Regions from separate parts of the Triticum aestivum genome. Here region 1 is linked to region 2. The links are chromatin contacts, called in public Hi-C maps. All regions are on one chromosome and are shown on one strand. The core of a region is the stretch at or near the end of the contact, and the rest is flanking DNA. Distances in the headings are between cores, read along the strand shown.

Region 1 (3,181 bases), core at 589-3,088, 210 kb after region 2:
CAGTGAATGTACAGAGAGGACGAGGTCTTACCGCCACGGCCGATGCGCTCCGGTGGAGGTCTGCAGTCGCTCCGGTAGTTGCCGCCGCCGTCTTCGATTGATTCGTAGTAGAGCTCAGGTGGTCGCCGCCGGTGTGAGTGGGGAAGAGGGGAGAGAGCGGTGAGGAGGGGGAGGTGAGGGTAATTTATGACGACGCGTCTGGAAACAACGCGATGTCTCGGGACCGAACCCACGCGTGCAACCGCCCATGCCCACGTGCCTAGGGTTGCATTGCTCGGGCCTGGATGAGGAAAAATGGCCGATTTGAGCGTTCCCAGGGATGCAGGCCCAGAGGTGCTTTAATCTTCGTGCTATGCAGGCCCAATAGTGAATGTGGGTAACCAAATGGGTGTTTTTCTTCCCGCTCAGGCCTGGCTGAGGCTAATGCGACCAACCAAACGCGTCCTAGGTGATCGCTGGAAGGGGGGAGGGATGGCTCCTTCTTCTCACAGTGGTCATGCATCGTGGCTGTTTTTAGAGCCTGTTCGGCAGCCCTCGGCTCCGCAACACCGCTCCTGGAGCGGCCAGTGTGGCACCGAACACGTCAGCTTCACGCTTTCCTCGAAGCGGAGCAGAGCCGCCAGCAGGCCATTTTCTCGGAGTGGCCGAACTGACGCTCTGCGTCTACGTGGAGCAGCGAGTTGAGAAGAGAGGAGTAGAGGGCTGCCGAACAGGCCCTTAGTTTTCTGTTGTTTTCCTTAGCTGTAATCAAAACGCTGTGATTTCCCTTGAATGAAATCGAACAGGGTGCTCTCTTTTTCAAGAAAAAAAAGAGAGCTGAGCTAGTGGACGCTTGCCCGCCTCGCCGTGAGTACCTGACACGGCGACATGCTGTGATCAGCTCGCTGAGCTCAGCTCGGGGCCCTCGCCTCTCCGCTGTGCCTGTGGGTGTGGGTGTGGGCGTGTAGCAGTCGTCCAGGCGCGTCTCCACGTTTGGCTCGACTAGGCGGCGCTGGCCCGGAGTCACGAGCCCGCACGTACTGCAGCGCAAGCGCTGCACCTAGCACGCGTACGTGTTGCGCGGTGGCGATCTTGCGCGCATCCGCGACGCTGCGATGATCCCCGTCCGTGATGGATGACAAGGAGTCTGCTCATCATTCTACTGTACAAGTTTCTTTCTTTCTCAGAAAAAAGGAGGTTCGTGCCGTGCGGGAGGTCCGTCATCATTCCGCCACAGCTGCTCTCCTCGTGACAAAGCCTTGATGATGGCCGATCGATACGGCATCGGGAGTACGCAGAGGCTACCTGCTACCACTGCATGTGTCGTACTTTTTGTATGCTCTGCACGAAGCAGGGCCACTTTTTATTTTCAGTAGACAGGGAACTCTGGGCTCGCTGCCAGAGAGGTGTTGTGCACCTGTACTAGTGCCGACATGGTTCTCGTGACGAGCAATCAATCGCCGCTGGAAGCCTGTGCAATGTGTTTCTATGTACCCTTGTTTTTTCTTTTAAAAAAAGCAATTGCAACTTGGCTTGCCAGTTGCCGTTGTTTTGGAGTAGTACGTGGTTAATCCACATGCATAGCTATTACGAAGGCAGTGCACTTTCGCACCCTTCATTCAGGTGGAGTTTCAGAACAAAACAGGTCATCTGATTCTGTTCGGGTAGATCATATTTATTCATTCACCGATGGAATCGTCACATCATATCATTGTCATTTATGTGCGTTGCTCCGTCCAACGACCAGCCGTTTGGAGATGCATGTTTGGCTTAACTTCGACCGATCTGGCGATGTGATGGTTGAGGGGTGCGAATGACGGTGACTCGGAGGAGGAGGACCACCGACGACGGCGTTCAGAAGTGGGCGTGTTGACTGAGGTACCTATAGCACGAATCATGAACCCCACTGTTCCTTCGAAGACCGTCTCTGTGTGGTACACTATTTGATTGATAGGCCAGATTCTTGAGTTGATTGATCCCACTATTGAGCATAGAGAGAGGCGCGCGTTACATCACCTTGCAGTGTTCAGATAAGAGGCTAGCCATTACGACACTGATCGTTCAGTGTCATCTATCTATCTATCATTTTCGTTCAATGATTCAGAGCTGGCCGGATTGAAGCGTGATGTGGTCACCGAGCCGTCTCACAGTGGGATGCACCGTGATAATCCTACTTCGTTCTTTTTTCAGACGGAAAAGAGTCCTAAACGAGCCAAAAGAACATATTGGTCAAATTCCATCCGTGATCTTCAGCATGAGCCGTTAAGCGATATCTAAGGTACGTAAAAAAAAATGTACACACATTCATCTTTTAGAGCATCTACAGCCACATGTTGCAAATCTGGGCCCTCAAACGTCTGTGGACGCGCCTGCGGACAGTAACCGAGCGGGCCTCAGAATTTACCATTTGCAACCACATACCCTATTTCCGGAACACCTAGTACATGCAGCACCATGCATGACGATCATCACGTCCGTCTTTGACCGGCTAGGCCATGAACACACCGAAAATTGCTTTCACACCCGTATTAGTCTGATCTCATCACGTGACGAGCAAGTCGACCGGCTTAAATAACCGGGTCGTGCAGAAGCGATAAGCTTCTGACATCATCGGATCCTTTGTAAAGAAGATAGACTGTTACTATGAATCTTCTATGTCGAAAAAAATTTGATGAACAAAACAAAAAAATTACTGTCACTGTAGTAGGGGTACCGACGTACATGAACGAGACGAACTTAACACTTGACGAACAATCATCAGTTAATGAAATACAGTCTTGTGACAAGTTATCTCGCTTATGCAACGACAACCTACACAACAACAGTGAAGCGGTTGACGTCCGCCTCGCCCTGCAACGTGGGACTACATTTGGGTGCACCGATGAGAGAGGACGGAGCTTCAATAGCTGCAAGTCGGACCGCTATGGCCTGCAGCAGGGTCGACGGACGCGCCGGGCGCCCAGATATCCGTCCCATATTTGGGCTGGATATAAGGGTGCCGGTCAGCCCGGGCGTTTGAAACTCGTTTGAGGCGCTCAACTGGGTCAGATATTTTTGACCCGTCAATGACCGGGCCGGCCGCCCGGGCGTTTGATGCGGGTTTAGAGCGCATACTCTTAGGATCTTAAAATTATTTTTGGTTTCATCGAAGGGTCACTTTGTCCGTCCAAGTTTATAAGACCCTTTGTATTTTGGATCAAAC
Region 2 (3,470 bases), core at 261-2,760:
TCCCTGTGCACACTTGATGCCACGGCTATTTCTTGTCAGCCTCCATTGATGTGATAGCTTCCGTTCCACTAGCGTCCACGAGAAGTCCCGAGCGGGCTGTCAGGCCTAACAGTGAACGATCTAAACCAGCTTGCGCTCGTGTCGTGTCACATTGCCTCTCACGCGTGCATGCCGCATGCATCCATGCATTCGGTCGATTTGGAGACACCTGCCGACAAGCCGCGCCACTGTGCATGCGTCACCCACCGCACTGCTCCGGCCTCCGGCGCCACCCGATCGGAGCTCCCAGATGCTGCCGCGCCGAGCCCTGTCGCGGCCGGCAGCCGAGCCAGTCAGCCGGGCCACTCATTTGGTTCCCTTCCCGCGCCTGGTCACGTTAGAAGAGAACAGACTTATGTCGTTCCCGCCGTGCAGGGCGCGTACTGCACCGCCGCGCTGGCTCAAACCCCGGCGCTGCGGCCTGCAGTGCGATATCGCACGGGTTTCGTACGTGTCCAACGATCGCCGCTTCAAACCAGCCTGCAAATTGTCGCGCAACAGCGCCCCAACAGCGGCTAAACTATTGCTGAACATGCATGTAACGTAATAACTCCTATATCACTTCCCTCTGGTTTCGTTGAGATGCATCATCTTCTTACTGAGGTAAATAGAAGACGATCGAGCTTGAGGTGGCCCGTGTATGTACGTTCGTAGTAGTAACTCGTGAGCAAATTGGCATGGTGATGGTGGGCTATCATGAGGAGCGTACTTGCACAGTGGCTGTGCATCCAGATCCGCACAGTGCTCTTCCGACGCGGGCGATATCACCAGCAGTGGCAGAGCGCCCCGTACTGCCCCCTCACGTACCCGGCGGTTTTCAAATGCGCTTTTCAAAAATCGTACCGCCAGATCACGTAACGTCCACCACGAATCGGTCGATTTATTACGATTATATGAGGTGACGACGCACCTGCGTACCCGACGAGCTAAATTAAGCCGCGCAGGGCAATCTCTGGGGCGATAGGTACATGGTCCAGCCTCTGAGATCCTCGTAGCCCGCACGGGGCGCCCATGAAATTAAACTAAATTTTTCCCTAGCAAACATTCAAAATCTCGCCCGTCGGGCAGAGCAGAGCAGGCCTCACGTGCCCCGAACTTTGATAACGCCAGAACCCGCCCTCTATCTCTCCCGCGCCGCTGCCAAACCCCACGATCGTTGCACGTAATGGTCTGACGTGCGGGGCCCACCGCGCATCAAGGCAGGGGTGTCAGTGACCGAGGCGGTGAATCGGCCCGCGTGCGCGTCTGCGCGGCCCATCCTTTTTCCCTGCACGGGCATTCATTCCCTCGCTCCGCGCGCACGGCCACCGATCGGAGACGACGAGAGGGGTTTACGGTACTGCCCCTGGCATGTACGATTAAGACGCTCTTAAATCGCGGACAGAACAGTAATCTCGCCCGCTTTGATTCTTAAATAAGCATTACTCGCTCGAAACAGGGGTCGCTGCGCCCCAGCCCATGCTGCTCCCCATTTCGTTTTCCCTCTCGGAGTAAACAAACCCGCCACAGCACAGCCTACGTACTCCATTCATCTGCTGACGTGCGGGCCCACCCCGCCACAACTGAACTGTCAGTGCGGCAGTGGCCGTAGCGTAGCGCCACTCCCTCTGGCTCTACCTCTAGCGTAGCTCGCTCCGCGACAAGCCGCAGCAGGGGGGTAGCCTCTGTTACGCTCACCGGCGGAGCAGCGCACCCGGATGACTCACTGGACACCCGGCCCCACCGGCGCGAGATACGCTCACCGCCCCCACTAGTAGTAGGAGTGGCTCTGGCTGCTGCCATTGCACGCCGGACGCCGCTACCACTAGAGCTCTAGTCTCCGCCGCTATTATTACCCCTACCGCGTGTTTACAAATCGATCACACTCTCGCTGCGTGGTGGCCGCAGCGGAGCGGCGCCATTGTTTATCTCCTCGTTCTGCGCAGCTTCAGCGAGGGTGGTGGTGGTGGTGGCGGCAATGGAGCCGTCGCGGCGGCTTCTGCTCTCCGACTACGACGGCGCGATCATGTCGCCGCTGACGTCGCCGTCCACGTCGTCAGCCGCGCCGTTCAAGCCGGGCGTGGCGGTGGTCGTGGGGATACTGACCAGCGTCTTCTCCATCACCTTCCTCCTGCTGCTCTACGCCAAGCACTGCAAGCGGAGCGCCGCGGAGTCGTCGGGCCCGTACGGCAGCGGTGGTGGTTCCGGTGGCGGGGCGGCGGGTGAGCGGAGGAACTCCGGCGTGGAACGCGCGGTGGTGGAGTCGCTCCCGGTGTTCCGCTTCGGGGCGCTGCGCGGGCAGAAGGCCGGGCTCGAGTGCGCCGTCTGCCTCGGCCGCTTCGAGCCCACGGAGGCGCTGCGGCTGCTGCCCAAATGCCGGCACGGGTTCCACGTCGAGTGCGTGGATACGTGGCTGGACGCGCACTCCACGTGCCCGCTCTGCCGCTCCCGCGTCGACCCGGAGGACGTGCTGCTCCTGCCCGAGCCGCCCAAGCCGTCCACGACGGGACCTCCCGAACCGCCGGAGCAGAAAGCTGCTGCCGCTGCCGCTGCCGTTGCTACGGTCAAGGACAAGAGCAAGGACGCAGCTTTGGCTCCTGCGCCTGCTCCCTCGCCGGCGTGGCGAAGGATCGCCGGCCGGCACTCGACGGGGTCAGTGCGAGCGCCTGGGCGGGTTGGCCCTACGTCACGGCGGTCAGCCGATCTGGAGGTGGGAGGAGGCGATGGTGGCGCGGCTACGGTGGGCTGCTTCGACGTCGCGAAGGTGAGGAAGGACCGGGTGCTGATGGTGGAGCCGGCAGCCGCGGTGGCGGAGCCCGATCCCGTGGCGTTCGACCGGCGGTTCGGGCACCGCATCCTGGTGAGCACCGCGTGCGGCTGCGACGACGAGACGGCCCCGGCAGCGAAGCAGCGGTGGAGCGACCTCCGGCCGGCCGATCTGATGTTCGTGCGGTCGGAGATGCTGGTGACCGAGACCGGGCGGTACTCCTGCTCGGCCGCCGTCAACTCCGGCAACCGCGGCAGGGCCGAGATCAGCGGGCGCTGCCTCTCGGAGATCGCCGGCGTGAGCCGCCTTCCTCCGATCCGCGCCGGCGCGGAAGCGCGGGCCGGGAGCGCGCGTCGGTGGCCGGGCTCGAGCTGGTGGGCCCGGGGCCCGCCCGGCGTTAACGGCCCTAGCACCTAGGCCGCTGTTGCCGGGCCCCCAGAAAGGCATCCGCATTTTCTTTCCCTGGCGAGACTGCCCCTCACATGGCCACGTTATTACGGAGCAGTGAAGCACTCCAGTGGGTTCACGTGATGGGCATCGCAGTAATTATTGCCACTCCCGTCCCTACCCCTACCCCGGGCCACGCCATGGCCGCCTCGGAAGCCGCGACTGGAGGGGGGGATGTTGCTTTCGAACGCATCTCGAGGCCGGTGTCCGCTCCGGAAAACGGGCGGCCGCGATCGGC

Evidence for each region. Hi-C and Micro-C count contacts between places; a contact is called where the count stands out from the background.
Region 1: a contact with region 2 is called in a Hi-C map of leaf, with 5 times the contacts expected there. The contact joins the enhancer-like site here to the promoter of LOC123166889 in region 2. A contact is called at or near these places in 2 of 5 Hi-C or Micro-C datasets (leaf and an unstated tissue).

What each region holds. Positions count from the first base shown.
Region 1 is chr7D:541,539,158-541,542,338 of IWGSC CS RefSeq v2.1, forward strand. No RefSeq gene overlaps it. Among protein-coding and RNA genes, the nearest start is that of LOC123167943, 59 kb to the right of the region's middle. Within about 2 kb of position 1,839, at least 4 of the 8 cell types and tissues checked have an H3K27ac peak or open chromatin away from gene starts, as enhancers often do. A contact at or near this core is called in leaf, where this site is marked.
Region 2 is chr7D:541,325,558-541,329,027 of IWGSC CS RefSeq v2.1, forward strand. It overlaps LOC123166889 (RING-H2 finger protein ATL43), which reads left to right and starts at 1,511. Exons shown (of 1, transcript XM_044584701.1): 1 at 1,511-3,470. The coding sequence starts at 1,997. The coding sequence ends at 3,202.